Regions from separate parts of the Zea mays genome. Here region 2 is linked to region 1. Evidence: chromatin contacts called from public Hi-C data. All regions are on one chromosome and are shown on one strand. The core of a region is the stretch at or near the end of the contact, and the rest is flanking DNA. Distances in the headings are between cores, read along the strand shown.

Region 1 (3,391 bases), core at 320-2,819:
ACAGGGACGGGGACGGCGAGGAGGTGCGAGGAATTCCCGTCGGGAACGTCGTCGGCCGGGGATCGCGAGGCCGCGGCGGCCCGCGGGGGCAACAGGAGAGCGAACGCGGGCGCGGGGCGGTGGGAGATAGGGCGCGCGGCGACGGGCGCGATGCCGCGGAGGGGGAGCGCCGAGGAGGCCGGGAGCGCGAGCGGGGTGGCGGAGGGCGACGCGGCGGCGACCATCACGGGGCGGGGCGGCTGGAGGAACACAGAAGGTGGAGGAGGAGCACGCGTCAGCATTTGACCCAGATCAGGTGGCACCGAATTTGGGAGGACCCGGGGAGGAGGAGGCGGTGGCCACTGGCCAGTGGTGGAGCGCGTCCTCGGGAGGCGGGAAGGGCGGAGAAAAGAGAAACCCACGCAATGAAAGCCGTGAGGTCCGTGACGTCCTCTGCGGTTTCGCCCAGACGCCCACCGCTTTTCTTTGCTTGTCCTCCTCTACTACTACCCTTTACCCTTTCCTTTGCGTATGAATTGCGGTGGACGGTCCAAAAAAAACGTGACGCAAAATATAACAACACTCGTGTAATAGTACGGTGGTAATTATTTTCTCTGCTTATGTTATTTTCGCACAATACGGCATTCCAGGATTTTCAGATAGTCAGTACGTATTATCAAACGTACAAATATTACTTGTATTATATTATTAAGTTTGATTGACCATTCTATTCCCGTGCAGGTCCAGCCGTCCAGCATGTATTTATTTACTTATCAACTCTTTTGAAACCGCAGAGTTTCATTTATGACATCATAAGTACAGTACAGTAGATACACACACTGAGCTGTGAGCTCACTCTTTTTCGCCGTTCCCCTTCTCTTCCCATTTCGCATCGCAGAGCTGCCAGTTCAGACAGGCCGTTCCCTTTCTTTCCAATTGAGATACTGGTGACTAACTCAGAAGGAAAGGAAGGAGCAGGCAAGCAGAGAGAGAGAGCAACCTGTGCAGCCACGGCGGCGAAGGAGGATGAAGAGGGGAAAGTGGTGCCGTCGGGGAGGACAACCCAGCCGGCCTCCCTTGCGAGCGCGGCGATCACCTCGTTGATGTCGGCGCGCGCCCGCAGCCTGTAGTTGCCGTGCTGGCGCAGGCCCGCCAGGATCCGCCCCGTGATCGCGCGCCGCTGCCGCTCCCGCATCTTGGTCCGCTCCTTCTCCTCGCGCGCGCGCCGCCGGTTTGAGGTCCCTCCCGCCCTGCCGCCGGGCGTCCACACGGCCGGGCTCCGGGGGTCCATATAGTACCCGTCCTCCTCCTCCTCGTCATCCTCCTCCTTTACCCATATCTCCTCGTCGTCGTCATCGGCCAGCCCCGCCTGCTGCATCCCACCGGTCTGCCGGGATCTCGATCTCGTGCCGCGGGTGCAGATGCGGAAGAGGGGAACGGGTGGGAGGAGTAGGAGCAGTAGGGCCGCTCGCGCGTGCGAGGCGTGCGGCGGCGTGCTGCTGCTGAACCTGGTACTGGGCGAGTGATATTGTTGGCACGGACGCACGGTGGTCGCGTGGGAGCGACACGTGTGGGAGGATGGACGGCCGCGATGGCCAGGCTCCGCGCACGTTTGGAGCGGTTCCGCCTCGCATCGCCCCCCTCACTCCACCAAGCCTGGCCAGGGGAAGGAACGAGGAAGAAGGATTGGCACCGCACATGGGGCACATGTGATTGGGCGTGCCGCTGGCTACCGTTAGTCAGTTACCCTTTTCCCATGTTAGACCATGTTTGTTTTGTGCCGATCCATAGAAATTGAGAGGGATTAAGTCCCCTACAAATCAAAATCTTCTCTAATCCCTAACAATCCCCCTCGATTCATACGGTTTTTGGATCAAACGAACATGGCCTCAGTGGGCGCCGCGCACGGCCCACACATGTGTCATGTGCACGCGCCTCTCGGTCCTAAGGGTGTATTTGTTTAGCGGGTTGATGTAGGTTGGAACGGGTTCAATTCATAACAATTCATGTTTGGTTCAAAATGCTCGTGGGTTAGGTTGGATCCAGATCGAAATACTTCTTAAAAACATGGGTTCTAAGGATTCCTCAAAAACAAGAGAACCATTTCGACTCACTTACTTTCCACCCTCTTGTCACACATGTCTTATCCACTCTAGACTAGCACAGGGGCGTGTCGCCACTACAGGGGGACCCCGCCGACCTACCCTACGACGTTAATCCCCCGCATGCCTCCAGTCGTCGGTCCCCCACGAGTCTGCCCTCCAGCGTGCTGGCCTCCATCAGCGCCGTCAGACTCCTCCACCGGCTTGCTGCGCCTCCCACAATCAGTCCCCCGCTGGCCTGCCCTCCGATGCTGTCGTGTTCTTCGGTAGGCACAACTTGCGAGCCTTGCTAGTGCTGTCGTCGAACAGGCAAAGGTCAGTGCTCGTCATCGCCTAGACAAGCCTGCTAGTCATGGCAAATGTTAAAAAAATCACTGAAGTGTATCTTGATGTTGTTGGGATGTTCTTTAATTATGACTGAAATGTAACAGTTAGACCTCATCACTAAAATTTATGGCTTGGTTAATAATGGCTTTAATTTATGTATATATTGTGCTTATAGATTTCTCAAATATTAAAATAGTGTCGGTTTCATTTATTTTGAATATTGTCATCTTATTGAATTGAAGATATCATTCTGAGTGTGATAATATGATCAGGAAGGTGACTGTCGGGTACCGTAATTAGGGGTACCCCCAACGCTCCTAAACACGGCTATAGGGATGAAAACGGTCGGGAAAATACCTCTACCGTTTTCATTTTCATATCTACCTTGCGGGACGAAAACGAAAACGGGATATATCGGTAACGAAAACGAACGGGATAAATACGGGAATCGAAAAACGATACGATCCGGTCGGGTTAAAGCCGAAATCGGACGGGAACCGGTATTTTTGTTCGGTAAATCAACACCATGAAACCATATATTCAAAACTTAACAACAAATAAAAAATTGTAAACACAAGTCTTAATTAAACACAAATAAAACTATAAAAGCCATGTAAATCCGGAGCACACAAAGTTTAATGTAGCACATAAGTCTTGGGATGTTGGCTAACATAAGAAGTCATATAAGTCTACTAGCACACATGACACAATACAAAGTTTAAAACACATATTCATAATCACTTGCTCACATTTGGATCACTTAGCACGCATAGACTATTACAACCAAGGCTCATTTGCTCACATCTCTCAACAAACATAAGACACATTGCTCATGGAGAGGAGCCACTTGCTGTATCTTCATTCCGTGGACAGCAGGTGGTCTGTGGTCAGCAGTGGAGAGTAGAGCAGTGGACAGCAGAGCTGTAGCCGTGGCCAGCAATGGAGACTGGAGAGCAGAGGGAGCAAGCTTTTCTCGGCAAGCT
Region 2 (3,449 bases), core at 333-2,832, 390 kb after region 1:
TGGCTCGCATAGAATCGGCCATACGAAACCTGAATGTTACCGTCTTTGACTGTCCTCATGATATCATAGAGGAGGCCCTTATGGTCACCGCACTGAATCTGAATAAGAGTGTGGACAGAGCTAAGTGAGTTGTCCATCGTCACGGAGATGGTGCCACCCCTTGTGCTGATCGGTTGCTCCTCTGTGTTAAACATCTGTTCCGTGATAGCAGGCGTCAGCGAGGCCCAGGATTGGAGGCAAGACAACATGTCTTCACCAGCAGGATCTATTTCACAGCATGTCAAGGAGTCGCCTAAGACAGCCTCCAGTTTGTCCTGGGTTTCTTCTCTTCTGCTCTTTGTGTGCAGAAGCTCCCTGAAATCGATCCAGAATGTTTCATTTAACCATCATCCTATTTCTTAACGGTGTAAAATAAATAATTGACAAATTCTTGATGTCCTGAGACAAGATGCTCCATAAATAAATAAAAAAGAGATTCTCGTAAGGCACTGAAAAAGGATGTGTTTGGAGATAAACTGACCTGGCATCTGTGATGAAGAAAAGGTCCAGCACACTCCCATCAGGCGTGGTAGAGACCTTCACCCTCCGAATCGTGAGCTCTAGCTCGCACAGAACACGTGTCACATCTGTGGAACACAGAATTTCCAGGAGGAAGATTCAAAATTATACCTTTTTCTAGCTACATGCATATCCAATGAGACTTATTTTCAGCAGTAGGTGTCCTTCACTTACATTAAAAATCAAATTCACCATACCTAATACTCCTAACTAGCAATATATTGCAGAGTTATGACCTTATCATTGAGAACGGAAGAAAAAGAACCCCTACAATCTCCTACAGACACACGTGCAGTGCAACACAATCATAGTGACTCCAATGGCAAAGAAATGCACGATAAAGGTGGGTAGGGGAACACTAATTTAGCCTAGCACTGCATAGAACAACTTTGCATAGAACAGAGCAACAATAACAAGAGGTGTACCATGCAAGAGTCCCATCCGGTCGAAGCAGCATAGCTTGAGCAAGAAGAGCTTTGGTGGGGGAGGCGCAAGGTCCTGTAGGCCAGCCGCTGCGAGGTACGCGTTGTCGAATCCGAACGGCGGCGCGACGGGGCAGAGCTGAAGCAACCTGTCCTTGAGTAGGTCCCATGGCACGGGCACCGGCCGCCCCCCGCGTGGCAGAACCCAGAGCACGATGTAGCACCACCGCCCGTCCGTGCTCATGTCTCCCTTGACGACGCTGAGGCGGAAGAGGAGGACGACCCGGCAGAGGTCGCAGCCGAGGCCCGTCTTGTCGGGGCAGCTGACGGTGACGACGGTGGGCTCGCCAGCGGCGTCGGCGTGGCGGATTTGCACCACGTCGTCGCTGGGTATCCCCATCGGTCGATGTGATTTGCAAGGGACGCAAGCAGCTGCTCTAGAAACTAGACATGGATCCTCCCCTCCTGCTAGGCTGCCGCGGTCGCGGGGGCGGGGACAAACAGATAGCGGCGGCGGCGGTCGAGGTGCACGGAATCTTGGCGGATGGATTCGCTAGTCTAAGCGACACCCCCTCCTTGGCCCTCGTCTCGCCCATCTTCTTGGGGGGAAAAGGAAAGTGATCTGCGTGTCGTGGACAAGTCAATAAGGCATACGGCAGCCAAACATTGGTTGGTGGGTGAAATTTGTTTCCACTTTGCTCTGTTCCTTCCCCACGTCTTTAACCTAATTACCTAAACCCCACTGGTACAAAATCGAGGTCACATATTGTCCCGATTACAAAATTATTTACTGCCGTTTTCCAACCGCTATTGCGTGTCAAGCTTCTTAGGGTAAGTCAATGGAAGCTAAAAGGATCTACAAGTCTTTTTCTTCTTTCTTTTCTTATGGTTTCTTTTCATTTAATTTTTTTTATCTCAAATAATTTTTATACGTATGCTATGCTACTGTTGTACGTTTGTGCCTATAAATTTTTCAGTTGAGCATACATATATGCACAAAATGTATGAAACTATACATAAACTATACATATATTTAAATTATTAATGAAACTAATTAACAAAAACTTTTAGGGCTAGTTTGACAACCCTATTTTTCTAAGGGATTTAATTTTCTCAAGAAAAATTAGTTTAGAGCTAGTTTGGCAATCCAATTTTTCCATAGGATTTCCAATTTATCAATGAAAAATAAATTAATTTCCTTTGGGAAAATGAAAAACCCGTAGAAAAATAGGGTTACCAAACTCGACCTTACTTTCACTTGGGAAAATAAGAATCCATTAAAAAATGGAGTTGCCAAATAACCTTATATTACAATTAACCCACCTATAGGAGCAAAAGTATTTTTTCTATCATAGAAGTATTATACACGGCTATATATAACCTCCTCTGGAAGAACTCCTACTAAATAGCCTTGAGCTAGTTTGATAACTCCATTTCCTATAAGATTTCTATTTTCCAAAGAAAAAATAAACTAATATTTTTTGGGGGAAATGGAAATTTCTTGAGAAAATGGGGTTCCCGAACTAGCCGTAGGATTGATTTTTTCTCCCACTCAACATTTGAATGGAAAAAACATATGAATATATGAATAGTTTGTATATATAGTGATATGATAGTAATTAATAAATAGTGTGTATATGGTTTACGCATTTTAAGTTGTTGTAGAGCATTTTTATTGGATCATGACATATGGTAGATGTGCTCGTAAACATAGTATCCACATAAATTATTTTCTGATTCCTATCTCAGTCACTATGAGAAAACGATTCATCAAATAATCATGGTAATAATGAAACAAACGAAATAAATATGTGCTAACCTAGCTAGTACTTACCCTGAAGTCATATATATGTAGAGGAGCCTTTCATTTACCTTTGTTTTTCAAAAAGAACGTTACCCAAACACTACCCATGAAAAAATGAATGAAGTTATTCTCTTAAATTCAAGAAAATAATGATAGAGGTATAATATGATGAACAAAATTACTTCTGGATAATATCTTTCATGTCTTGGTATTCTTATCTCTTTTTTTCAATATGTAAGGTAAATGCAACATGTGTAAGGGTGGATCTCCAATACTCTCTTCGTCCCAAAATATTAAGTGAAGTGAAACACATCTCCATGTCTTGGTATTCCTATCTCTTTTTTTCAATATCATGTGGTGCACCGGGCCGGTCCGGTGCAATGCAAAAAGTCTATTTTCCTTAAACGACTATTTTGGGGTTGGGGCTCTTTATAAACCCCCAACCAGCCATTTGAAGGTGTGGGAGCCCAATCAACATATTAAGTAAAGTGAAACATATCTCCATAGCTCCAAACACTCACGTGCTTAATAGGATCACTCGGTGATTAGCGTAGGTGCTTTTCGTAGTGCTTAGATTATTTAGACCGCTATTGTGCTCTAATTTGTTCCTAGTAGATTAAGTGAGGTTAGAAAAATTCACACAAACCCTGGTGTCAGGGATAAGA

The links. A called contact is a pair of places that touch in the nucleus more often than the background predicts.
Region 2: a Hi-C map of ear shows a contact between it and region 1, with 7 times the contacts expected there. The contact joins the promoter of LOC100193524 here to the promoter of LOC100278364 in region 1. A contact is called at or near these places in 3 of 25 Hi-C or Micro-C datasets (bundle sheath, ear and tassel).

What each region holds. Positions count from the first base shown.
Region 1 is chr7:58,452,268-58,455,658 of Zm-B73-REFERENCE-NAM-5.0, forward strand. LOC100278364 reads right to left here and starts at 1,570. Exons shown (of 10, transcript NM_001350702.1): 1 at 980-1,570; 2 at 1-239. The coding sequence starts at 1,357. LOC103632407 reads left to right here and starts at 2,972. Exons shown (of 1, transcript XM_008654238.3): 1 at 2,972-3,391. The coding sequence starts at 3,348.
Region 2 is chr7:58,839,950-58,843,398 of Zm-B73-REFERENCE-NAM-5.0, forward strand. It overlaps LOC100193524, which reads right to left and starts at 1,583. Exons shown (of 4, transcript NM_001358763.1): 1 at 984-1,583; 2 at 521-626; 3 at 1-354. The coding sequence starts at 1,380.